2 separate regions of the Capra hircus genome follow, and region 2 is linked to region 1. A link is a contact called in public Hi-C data. All regions are on one chromosome and are shown on one strand. Each heading gives the region's core, a stretch centred on a gene start, on an enhancer-like site or on the middle of the called end of the contact. The rest is flanking DNA. Distances are from core to core; before and after follow the strand shown.

Region 1 (6,285 bases), core at 3,413-5,912:
CCCCGCTAGCAGACACAGGAACCAGTCTGCTAGATTCAAACCAGCTTAAACTCACACAGAAAGACCAAGTATACGAACTTACAGTTCCAAAGGTCGAAACACTACTTTCTTCATTCATTTGATGAAAAAAAAAAAAATCCAGCACAAAAAAGCAATTTAAAAAAGCCTTAATCTGTGACAAAATTGGGCTTCCCCAGTGGTTGAGATGGTAAAGAATCTTGCCTGCAGTGGCAGGAGACCCAGGTTTGATCCCTAGGTCAGGAAGATCCCCTGGAGAAGGACATTACAATCCCCTTCCTATATTTGCCAGGAGAATCCCATTGACAGAGGAGCCTGGTGGGCTCCAGTCCGTGGGGTTGCAAACAGACACAACTGAGCTCCTAACACATACAGCAAACTGTTTTACCCATAGCTCTCTGGAAAACGAATGCCTTGTTCTGTGTGTTTATTGGATGAGGAGGAAACTGTGGCAAGGGGAGGACTTTTAAATTAAAACTATGTAAGGAAGACTGACCTACAAACTGTCCTCCTGGTTCAAAGACTGCACCTAAAATCCACTGTGAAATGACAGTTATACAGAAACAAATGTTCCGTTTTTAACAAAATGAACAGATTCTTTATTTTATGCACTTCATGCAAACTATTACTGTTGTCTAAAAGGATTCCTCCCACGCTGCACCCGGGCTGGACATGTAACAGCAGCTGAAGAAAAGGCTGCACAAGCAGAAGGTGAAAAGCGTTGGCTACACAGAAGATAATGTTTCCTTTGAGTTGGTAACTGTCTGGACCTACCCCACAGGCAAGGACACCTTGACAAGAAAGCATGGCCTGAACCCCAGTGGGTCAAACCTTGACTGAAGGCAAACCACGTGGGCTGTTACAGAACATTTTAAAATTCACCTTGTTGACCTGGTCAGTGGTTTTATCACAGCGGATTTAGAGGCCAAATAGCCTGTGTCAGTGGGAGGACACAGCTGGTTAGATCAGTGCAGGTGACGTCAGCCAGGCTCACTTTGGATGTTCGTGATAAATAACACCAGCCCGTGGGAACTGGTCTCCACACATCACCAGGGTGGGTAACACCACTCATCACTCCAGTATTGAGGTTGTTAAAATCTACAGGAAAACTGGAAGTTGGTTTTAAGAGAAGGGAAATATCTATAATGATTTGGGTAGGATACAGCTGCTTACCCCCAGCCCAATAATTTTCCCTATAGACCATAATGGCTTACCTCCCACCTCTAAAAACAGAACAATTTTTAGTTCTCAAGTTTTCCTGAGGCCTGTACATCAGGGTCATGAATTTGAATTCAAGTCGGGCTTTCCTAGTAGCTCAGATGGTAAAGAATCCTCCTGCAGTGCAGGAGACCCGGGTTTGATCCCTGGATCAGGAAGATCCCCTGGAGAAGGAAATGGCAACCCACTCTAGTACTCTTGTCTGGAGAATCCCATGGACGGAGGAGCCTCGTGGGCTACAGTCCATGGGATCGCCAAGAGTCAGACACGACTGTGTGACTAACTTCCTCTTTTCGCTTTGACTCCCTTTAGGGTGTGGGACAGGATGCTCTTGATTAACATTAGGTTAGTGTTAGTTGCTCAGTCATGTCTGACTTTGTCACCCCTTTATGGCCCACCAATCTCCTCTGTCCAAGGCTCCCCAGGCAAGAGTAGTGGAGTGGATTGCCATTCCCTCCTCAAGGGGATCTTCCCAACACCCAGGGATTGAACCCAGGTCTCCTGCATTGCACGCAAACTCTTTATTGTTTGAGCTACAGGGAAGACCTAAATATTAGGTTCAAAGACCCTAAAGAGAGAATCCAGGAATCTCCCTCAGAGCAGACACAGGTTAGATGAGAGAAGACAGAGGTTTAGATGAAATGAATCGCAGAGAAACAGTTACCCAAGAGACACGGACACCGCAGTAGCGATCAGCAAGCAGCAGTGTCATCGTCTTAAAATTAGACCCCAGTCACATGGCTGACACCAACAGAGCTGGACAACCTAGACAACATATCAAAAAGCAGAGACATTACTTTGCCAACAAAGGTCCGTCTAGTCAAAGCTGTGCTTTTTCCAGGATCCACGTATGGATGTGAGAGTTGGACTATAAAGAAAGCTGAGTGCCGAAGAATTGATGCTTTTGAACTGTGATGTTGGAGAAGACTCTTGAGAGTCCCTTGGACTGCAAGGAGATTCTACCAGTCCATCCTAAAGGAAGTAAGTCCTGAATATTCATTGGAAGGACTGATGCTCAAGGTGAAACTCCAATCCCTTGGCCACCTGATGTGAAGAGCTGACTTGTTGGAAAAGACCCTGATGCTGGGAAAGATTGAAGGCGGGAGGAGAAGGGGACGATAGAGGATGAGATGGTTGGCTGGCATCACCACTCAATGGACATGAGTTTGAGCACGCTCCGGGAATTGGCGATGGACAGGGAGGCCTGGCGTGCTGCAGTCCATGTGGTCACAAAGAGTTGGACAAGACTGAGCAACTGAACTGAACTGAATGAAGGAAGGAACAATCTGAGGACTCTTGTCAAAGTGCGACCTGAGTTTCAATAAAAGGGTAATTGATTTAACATAGCTCATGGATATGAAAGAGTTTGAAACATAAAGAAGATCTAAAACTTAATCAGAAAGCTATGACCACTGAGGGGCTACAAGATAGACAATCTATGTGAATTAGCAAAGCAACACTGCCTGTGAATATCAACTAACATGGGGAGATTTCAAATGAAGACCGTCACTGAAGGAGCCGCGTCGAATTCACATGGAGAGAAATGACTGCATGAATATTCTGTGACTGATTTTTCACAGGTCTCTTCTTCCTTGTCAATAACAAGGATTTTGCACTGGAGAAGAGCCCACTGAATGTAATGAATACAAGGAATTTCACTTATAACAATTTTAACTCCACATGTGTTAACTCACACAGGACAGAAACTGCATACTTTTAGCCCTGCTGGTAGAGACTGCAGCCATTATTCATCATTGAATTAAGGTATGCTAATTATACTGGGGGAAATAAACACCCAGATCTTAGGATGTGGAAAGGTCTTCCGTCAACCCTCCAAAGAATTTGAGATGTATTTTTTTTTAACACTTAATCTGGATTGAACTTGAACGTTAGCCGTCTTAAAGGGAAACCACCAAAGGATATCGGCGTGCATCAGCTTCAGCCTGTGAGCTTGTTAAACCTGCAGATCCAATTCTGGCTCACCAGCTGTGAGTGATTACCGCTTACCTACACGTGTAACAGGAACCCTAGGTGATAATGATGCAAGTGAGTCTGCGACACTTTGAGTAACATAAGCTGCGAATTCAGGAGATTCTGCTTTGTATAAAATACATCATTTTAATCACAGTGCTTTGTCAGTAACACATTAAAGCTACTTCTTTTTCTTTTTTTTTTAACTGCTATACCTGATGCAGATGCTCTGTGGATATGAGGCATCCAAAAGTAATGGGGTTACCCTCATATAGAATAGACATTGGAGAAGAAAAGGGCACCCCACTCTGGTGTTCCTGCCTGGAGAATCACAGGGACGGGGGAACCTGGTGGGCTACAGTCCACGGGGTCGCAAAGAGTTGGACACGACTGAGCAACTGACACACACACGCTCTGGATGCAGTGTCCATGCAGTTGTCTAGAGCAGCGGAAATATCAGTGCCAGGCCCTGCTTACGCTTAGAAACGGATGCTCCCACTCCCATTTCAGGGCTGAGTGGTATTCCAGGGCTGTTAGTCGAAGGCCCATCTGACCTGCCCAAGCAGAGGCCAAGAGAAAGCCTTCAGGCAGAGAGTCCCAAGTTCATGTTAAGTCATACCAGAGGCACGGACTAGAACTCTCAGTGCTTGAGAGAGCAGAAGGCAACACTTGTGTCATGAAGATAGTCACAGAAATAAAGCGTAGAGGGCAATGAAGCTTCCTGAGGGGCTCAGTGGCAAAGAATCCACCAACGAAGGGGACCCAGGTTCGATCCCTGGATCCAGAAGATCCCCTGGAGAAGGAAATGGCAACCCACTCCAGTAGTCTTGCCTCAGAGAATCCCATGGATGGAGGAACCTGGCAGGTTACAAGTCCATGGGGGTCTCAAAAGAGTCTTATATAACTTAGCAACTAAGCAACAATAACACAGAGGGAAATGCATTAGAGACAGCAAGAGTGATAGGCTAATGTCATTAACATAAATTAGAAACACAGAAGCGAAAGTATATTCTGTATGTCACTCCCATAACTTCTATGTGGACAAATGTAGACCACGTTACACAGAGCCTCTGGGGGAGAAAGAATAGAAAGTTAGGGGCTTCCTGGCAATTGATGAGGAAATGCTGTCATAACCTGGGGGGATGGTGATTTAAAACATCCATGTCCTCCTGCTCCTCTAGGCTAATGGGTCTGCACTTCCTGGAGCCTCTCAAAACCCTAACCTCCCACAGCACACACAGGACATCCATGTTCAGGCTGCCTGAGAGTAAGAACTGTCTGGACTACAAGGTCCCTCCCCTTTGAACCCTGGGGCCTTGGCTCACCAGGGTACATTGGAACAGGAGGGGCACAGGGTCAACCCAAGTCCCCAAGACTACATTTCCCAGAGCTCCGGGGTGCCGGTAACTAGACTCAGGGGGCGGAGCACTTCGCAGGCAGGAAGGAGGGCTCTTCCTGGGCTGGGCCAGGAAGTGGGAGGGTGGCTGTCACCCTGGTTCCTGGTCGTGGGCCCCAGAGAGCTCGGTGAGTGACCTGTTTATGCTTGGAAATTGGGGCTTGATCCTGTTTCAAATGTGAGTCCCGGAGACTGGAGACTCCACAGGCCTGAATTTCAGGTCTCGGGACAGTTCAGGAAGTTTGCCTGGCACGTGCTCACGCCGTAAGTGCTGTGCAGGATCACAGAGGGGTCACAGACCCCCACTGCAGCTGTCAGGGTTAGCGTCACAGCCACCCAACACGCCAGCTGGGAAGACTCGGCAGGACACAGAAGCATCTCTAAATGTCAGTTTATCCCTCAGAACGCTGGGGCTAATAAGAGAGCTTTCTTACAAAGTCTGTTGTGGGGATTAAAGGAATATATAAAAGATGGCTAATGCATACAACACGTGTTTCAGAGGACAGGGTCCTCCTCTCGGACAATTGCCACAGTGATGTCCACCTTCTCTGAACCTAACTGGGCGTGTCCCAAAGGGCTCAGTCGGTCCTGCAGGCTGCAAGTTCAGGACCCCTCCGGCTCCTCTGGCATTAAGGGATCAGAAGTTCTCTATTGGTCCCAAAACACCCAAGGAGGCTGGGTTGCGTCGTCTGCACAGTATAAGGGAATTCTTGGGGAGGTTTTCTCTGGATAGAAGGAGGGGCCCAAGGGTCTCCAGGGGCCACAGACGCCAGGAACAACTGTCTCACCATCAGGCAGGCGACAGCATTCCCTGGGCACTGATGCGCAGAGTTCTGCAGGAGAGAGGAGCCTGTGGAGGCGGACGGCTCTGAAGCCAGGGGCCCTGTGAGCTCCCTGCTCTGGACTTTGCTCCCCTGCCCTGCCCTGCACCCACGAAAACCATATGTCTGCTTGCTCTCTGATCACCGAACTCTCCCTTCCCTTGAGTCACTGTTTATCTTGTCAGCCACACAAAAGCTGACCCCACCCCCCCACACACACTCAGAAAACCTGCCAACTGTATATATAGTTCCATCCCACCCAGAGACTTATTTTGTTTGGCCTTGACAGGTTTCAACTGTTCAGAGCCAGTTGTAAAAACAGGCAGATTACAGCCACAAATCTGAGTTTCTACTTCTCCTCAAAAGAGAATAAAAGGCGAAACAAACACTCAGACCTTTCCACTGACGGAGTCTGACCTTCCTTGGCTGTTCTCCTTGGACGGGCGGCTCTGCAGGCTGCCTGCGCTCTCAGCATTGTGAAGAGGGGCTGTGGGCTTGGCTTGCCAGGCAACCTCTTTTTTTTCATCCAGAAGATTACTGGGCTGGCCACTTACCCCCTAGGACTGGGCTGGTTCACAGGTCCTTGCAGTAAGCTTCGACACCAAAAAAAAACAGGTAAGAAAAGGGAAGGGAGGGCTTGCCTGGTGGCTCACGGCAAAAAAAAAAAATCCACCTGCAATGCAGGAGCCACAGTTTCGAACCCTGGGTTGGGAAGATCCCCTGGAGAAGGAAATGGCAACCCACTCCAGTATTCTTGCTTGGGAAATCCCATGGGCAGAGGAGTGTGGTGGCGTACAGTCTATGGGATAGCGAAGAGTCGGACACGACTGAGCGACTGAACATCAAAGGGAAGGGGGTGGG
Region 2 (6,650 bases), core at 2,247-4,746, 300 kb after region 1:
GGAAGCTTTCTGGAAAACATGCTTTCGGAGAAACTGAAGGCTCTCTTGGTCCATTGGTAAAATCTGGCTTCATAAATCTTGAGATATTAAGACACAGCAGGCATACCCTCCCACATGGCAACGCCACCTCCTCCAGCATGTTACAGTAAGTGCTGAAAGAGCACGCTGCTGACTTGGTAATGGCTTCAGCTCTGGAGCTCTGCTGAAAGCTGCTTCTTGGCTTGGGTTTCCTGTGCGTCTCTATCAAACAAGCTTAACTGTGTTCTGCTGCCCTCAGGTGTCCAGTTTTTAATGCACATGATTAGCTGGCAAAAAACAGGATCCTTTGTAAATTTACAAACCAGGAAGCTGTAACTGTGATATTCAAAGTACTCATTCATAAACCCCAAACACAAAGCTAGTGTGCTAAAAGTTCAACCTTTAGAGATACCTGAAATATTACTGGGATTTCCCCCAGCACTTCTATAATACATTGCCACTGAAAAAGGAGCCAGAAATAGCATGAAGAAAAGAAATATGTACGGCAACTGAAAATACTATTGTAACACAGTGATTCTCAAAGAACGGTTCAGGGATTCTGTTCAGGATATCCATGAAGTCAAACCTATTTTCATAATAACTGAAAATTATTAAAAACATTTTTCAGTCTCTCTCGTAAGTTACAGTGGAGTATTCTAGAAGCTACCTGACTTGTGATATACTGTGACAAAATGTGGAAGCAGAGAATCTAGCAGTCTACTATTAAACCAAACATGAAAGAGATTTTCAAAAATTTTTAAATGCTTATTTTTTCACTAAATTTTGTTTAAGTATAATTATTACTCATCAGTTCAATTCAGTGGCTCAGTCGTGTCCGACTCTTGGTGACCCCATGAATCGCAGCATGCCAGGCCTCCCTGTCCATCACCAACTCCCAAAGTTCACTCAGACTCATGTCCATCGAGTCAGTGATGCCATCCAGCCATCTCATCCTGTTGCCCCCTTTTCCTCTCACCTTCCATCTTTCCTAGCATGAGGGTCTTTTAAAAAGAGTCAGTTCTTCACATCAGGGGGCCAAAGTATTGGAGCTTTAGCATCAGTCCTTCCAGTGAATATTCAGGATTGATTTCCTTTAGGATTGACTGGTTGGATCTCCTTACCCAAGGCACTCTCAAGAGTCTTCTCCAACACCACAGTTCAAAAGCATCAATTCTTCGGTGCTCAGCTTTCTTTATAGTCCAACTCTCACATCCATATATGACCACTGGAAAAACCATAGCCTTGACTAGACACACCTTTGTTGGCAGAGTAATATCTCTGCTTTTGAATATGCTATTTAGGTTGGTCATAGCTTTTCTTCCAAGGAGCAAACATCTTTTAATTTCATGGCTGCAGTCACCACCTGCAGTGATTTTGGAGCCCCTCAAAATAGTCTCTGACTGTTTCCATTGTTTCCCCATCTATTGGCCATGAAGTGATGGGACCAGATGCCATGATCTTCGTTTTCTGAATGTTGAGCTTTAAGCCATCTTTTTCACTCTCCTCTTTCACTTTCATCTAGAGGCTCTTTAGTTCTTCTTCACTTTCTGTTACAAGGGTGGTGTCATCTGTGTATCTGAGGTTATTGATATTTCTCCCGGCAATCTTGATTCCAGCTTGTGCTTCATCCAGTCCAGCACTTCTCATGATGTACTTGGCATATAAGTTAAATAAGCAGGGTAACAATATACAGCCTTGACATACTCCTTTCCCGATTTGGAACCAGTCTGTTGTTCTATGTTCGTTTCTAACTGTTGTTTCTTGACCAGCCTACAGGTTTCTCAAGAGGCAGGTCAGGTGGTCTGGCAGAAGTATATTATTCATTTAATTGGTTTATTAATGCTATTTTAAAGTGATTCAATAAATTTTCTAAATCATCAACTTTAGTTTTTAATACGGTACATATTAACAGATATAAGTAAAAGTTTTTTGGTGGCCCTCAAAATATAAGAGTATAAAGGGACCTGAGAACAAAAAGCTTGAGAATTATTTAGTAGCTGGCTTTATTACTGCTTCATAAAAATTAGTTTCTCTAAAATTTGAGAAGATAAAGGAATAGACTGTTCTCATTATTAATTCAAAGACTGATCTCTGCTTCTAACATGATTGTCTAGAAAGACAGACATTAAAGTAAATAAGAGGGTCAGAGGTCGGAGGTTCCTATCCCCTTCCTCTTCCTCATTCCCCCTCTTCCCCAAACTATCTGCGGGAGGAAAGAGCCAACCCTGCCTTAATGAGAGTTCAGTCTGCTTTCCTTTATCACCTTGTACTAATGATCTGTGCAAATGTGAAAACACATCCTGGTAAGAGAGAGAAGGGTGGAGTGGCTGAACAATGTGCCAGTGAGAGGATCTGAGGTCCCTAAATGAGCCCCACTGACTCAACTGGAAAGCTACACCCGCTGTGTTTTATAAGTATGACCCGATTCTAAGAAAAGCAGAACTGCCAAAAAGAAAGAGAAGAGGGTAGGGACAGGGAGGAAGAAATGCAGGGAAGGAAAATGGAAAGGGAGGCCGTCATCTTGAGGAGTGAGGAAAGCCAGGAAGATGCCCCCGTGCGTGATTGACTCTGACGCACTTAAGTAAGGATTCCTACTAAAATTCCAGGCAGTTGCCAGTCTGAAGTGATGAGAGCCTGGAAGAGTCACTGCGGCTGCAGAGTCCAACCGGAAAAGGAAGGACGCAGCACCAAGGGCTGTAAAAGAGGACTCCAAGGCAAGGAGGCTTACTGGAGATAAAGATCACCCATGGCTGGAGGTCCACAGAGGGACAGGGGTCAGATAGAAAAAGAAACTGCAGCCAGGGCTGGCTCTCCTGGAAGAGGGACCGAGGAACAAGGCTGCAGGGACACGAAGAGGGGTCCACAGAGACCACCGCACCACAGGAGGGGGCAGATGTCAGCTACCAGGACGGCAACCGCAGGCGCCCACAGAGGTTTCCTGAGGTGTAAAATGACTACCTAGCAACCTCACGGAGATCTGTGCTGCTCCTGAGGGTGGAGAGATGAGACAGCACGACATGAAAAGGAAAAGCATTAAAATTCTTCAATTGCAAGTCTTACAACAGTCATTTTCCACTTCTGATAATAACCAAATATTTATTTAACCCAGCCTTCAAAATTTCAGTGTCCTAGAGAGCCCATCTTTGAATTATCACAATTATTCACACAGTTTACAAATTGAAACATAATGAGTTCCTAAGAGCTATCTCCAATGGAACTACACAACTTTTTGACATTATCCTATCATAAAAGCTGTACTGTATTCCTTGACTTCTTTCTCTCCTATACCAGTACAGTGTCCTTGCTGTGGTTTTACCCCTTATCTAACCCATAACTCAACCCCTCAAAAAACCAGTAAGGTCCTGCCCTGTGCAACAAACCTGAAGGTAATGAGCAGCAGGCCGAGGATCCCAAGGACAGGGCATCCGCAGGCGCCCAGCCCAGACAGGCTCCAGAAGGACCACACCCCCCTCCCCACCCCCATGCATGGTGGGGGCGGGGTGGAGTGGGGTGGTTGGGGGCCTGGCTCTGCCACAAAGCACAGACACACTTCAGATAAAAATTGTCACTGAAAATCCCGAGCTGTGGTGTTAAAGGGCGGATTTTGTCGCAAAATCTTGATCGACAGCAATGCCTTGGCTGCTGCCTCTGACCGTGGCCTGACCTGGGCAGCACTGTCTTGTGGATTGCTTCGGACCTTCAGCTGAGAAACTGGCCAACTCCTATGCTTCCGCCTACCCCACTCTCTACTGCATCTCAGTTCTTCTTCTGAAACTTCCTCCCATTTCAGGGTCCAGTCCTCCCGACCACTGTCCCAGCCCTGCTGCCTGCCTTCAGTCTTGGATTCAAGAGGCTGGATTTTGAATATGAATGGAGGACAAGAGAGATACTCTAAGTTAATAGAGCATACCTGCAGAGTAGCCCAGAAAAGGAAAAGGTATGAATGTATTCTAACAGGATAAATCATTTTATTCACACTATTTCCAATAAAATGTAAGGCTTTAAAAAATAGAGTTTCAATTCTCTGCTTGTTGATAGTAACAATACTCAGTATAACTTGTCCAACAGAACAAGAGAAAAATAAATGTTTACTGTTTTGATAGAAAGTGATCTGTATGTACAAAAGTCTAACTCACATACAGACTTCATAGACGAAGGGGCATTTAAAAAAAAAGAGATTACTTGGCAAAAGTGACCACAGTTAGAAAATACTTACTTAAAAGGTTAGTAAACCACTTGCAGGTAAGTAAAAGTAAGTCCATATTATTGGTATAATAATGATAAAAATCATTCACATTTTTTAAAGTAGGTACAGAGGGAATCACTATTCTTTAGTTCCAATGAAATGACTATAACATCGCAATGAATTTCTCCCAAAAATACTGTATATATTGCAGACTGCGTTTCTGCGGCCCACTTAGTGAAATGCATGTAATTAAGAGACCCCCTCCCCCAGTGCTTCTCCACCGCAGCACCTCAGATAGCCCTCACCACCTCTGTAGGCAACCTGGCGAAGGGTGGTGAGCCTACCAACACCGCTCGATCTGACTTCTGATCCTTACCCAGATGGCAGCAAACTTGGAGTGGAGCATGAACACTAAAGTGTTTGTTTAACGACAGAATAAACTAGAAAAGGGGAAGCTGGGAAAGCATTCCAACATACAGCACGGTATTAGACTCGCTGTTAGTACGCCTTCCCCCATTTCATTAGTGAGATTAGCAGGAAGAACAAAGGCCCACGCCAATGCGTTTTCAACATGTCGTTCCATGGCACAGGAAGATTCCCGATGAGCGGCCTTAAGAGAACCTCCCAGGTTACACCCTCCCCACCGAGAGCGTGAGCGCAGGCTTGTCTCAGCACTTCTTAGAAAGGTCATGCCATTACACTGCGGTTAAGACACAATGGCAGGGAAGAAAAGGGAAGTGGATTATTAGTTCATTCCCAAGAGGATTACTCTGGCTCTGGACTAAGTAATGAGAGGTGAATAAGGAGAGGGTGAAAGGTGGAGATATTAGAAATAATTCACTTTATAGTCTTTATGAATGATTCACTTTCATAGGAGCCATGCTAGTAAGTCAGACACTGCACCATAATTCAGGTAATCATGATGCAAGAGACACTACATCCAAAATTATGGATTAAAAACTTACCACCTGGAAGGAAAATTTATTTTTAAAAAGAATCCAGAGGAGGAAAAGAAGAGAAACACATTTTCACACGGTTAGTTTTTATGACAGCTACTATATATTCAACAGTCTTGTAACAGTATTCATTGTATACAAGAATTAAAAAGTCTAATATACAAAACTTAAATGACAATCTCCAATATGGAGCATACACTTTTCAAAACAAAGCTGAGAACTAATAATCACTAAAAACATGATTTTGAAGATACAGAGAGATTTGTATTTATCATTTTCTCCCTCATATGTAATTCTGCCACTATAACTAGTTGTTAATTATGTATGATTGGCATATATCAAGATAATACTAAACCATTCATTTATATAAACTCTCTCTTATATTCCAATTGCCAAAAAGAAGTGTGGTAATCTCTTAATCTCTTTTCAATTCTTTAAACATGGAAGATGAGCGAATCCAAGACCTGGGGTTCTGAACCCATGCACAGGATACCCCAGGGTGTCCTGTTTGTGTATCAAGCATGTGGAGTTATCTGAATAAATAACAAACCTCACACCTTTATTTAATGCTATGTTTCAAATTATTGTGATTAATAAGATACATGTTTATTTGAAAGTATTATTAAAACAATATTAGCTTTTTAGAAACCAATCCAGTTTTAACAGAAATGGTGGTAGTAGTTTATTAATCGCTAAGTCATGTCTGACTCTTGCGACCCCATGGACTGTATAGCCTGCCAGGCTCCTCTGTCTGTGGGATTCTCCAGGCAAGAATACTGAAACAAGCTGCCACTTCTTTCTCCAGGGGATCATCCCAACCCAGGGACTGAACCTACATCCCCTGCACTGGCCGGCGGATTCTTTACCACTGAACCACCAGGGAGGCCCCCTTAACAGAAACAAATGCCTGCAACTCTGGCTACTTCTCCAGAAGTTCTATGACATATTCAACCTGGAAAAAAGAGTCAGACTGTTACTAGATTCTTTTCTTCTTTCTCACACATCTTCTCAGTCTGAACAGAGTAAACACACAAGTATCGTGTATGGCTAGGACCGCAGGACAGCCGACGTGAAGAAGATCCCCGGCGCTGGGACCCACTGGCTTGGGTCAATGTCACGTGTGGACAAGCATAATCAAAGTGTCTCCTTCAGCTGATAGTCAGATTAAGAAACTGAGTGAGGGGAGAAGGGGGTCACAGGATGAAAGAGGAAAGCAGTGAGAGCCTGCTTCACTGGTAACAGGAAAACAGAGGCTAGGACGGCATGCTGGCTGGCCGGCCCCACGCCAAGCTGAATTAGTGTCAGACTCTGACACTCACTTCAAGGCTCACGCTGTGGGACTGAACCCCGGTACCTTCATTTCCGCAAGACATTTTACTGCCCTGTTAAACAGAGGCTTGTCCCCCTCAGTCCATCTTAAGGACCCCATACAGCTCCGCTCGCCTTTCTTAAAGAGGAGAACAAGAAAAGGAGTTATCCTTTTTCTTGTT

What was found. Hi-C and Micro-C count contacts between places; a contact is called where the count stands out from the background.
Region 2: a contact with region 1 is called in a Hi-C map of blood, with 2.1 times the contacts expected there. The contact joins the enhancer-like site here to the promoter of LOC102169935 in region 1. A contact is called at or near these places in 3 of 5 Hi-C or Micro-C datasets (blood and liver).

What each region holds. Positions count from the first base shown.
Region 1 is chr27:6,609,496-6,615,780 of ARS1.2, forward strand. LOC102169935 (arylamine N-acetyltransferase 1) reads left to right here and starts at 4,663. Exons shown (of 5, transcript XM_018042099.1): 1 at 4,663-4,731; 2 at 5,714-6,039.
Region 2 is chr27:6,906,520-6,913,169 of ARS1.2, forward strand. The region is part of intron 8 of PSD3 (PH and SEC7 domain-containing protein 3); the gene reads right to left. Among named protein-coding and RNA genes, the nearest start is that of PSD3, 260 kb to the right of the region's middle. Within about 2 kb of position 3,497, at least 1 of the 5 cell types and tissues checked has an H3K27ac peak or open chromatin away from gene starts, as enhancers often do.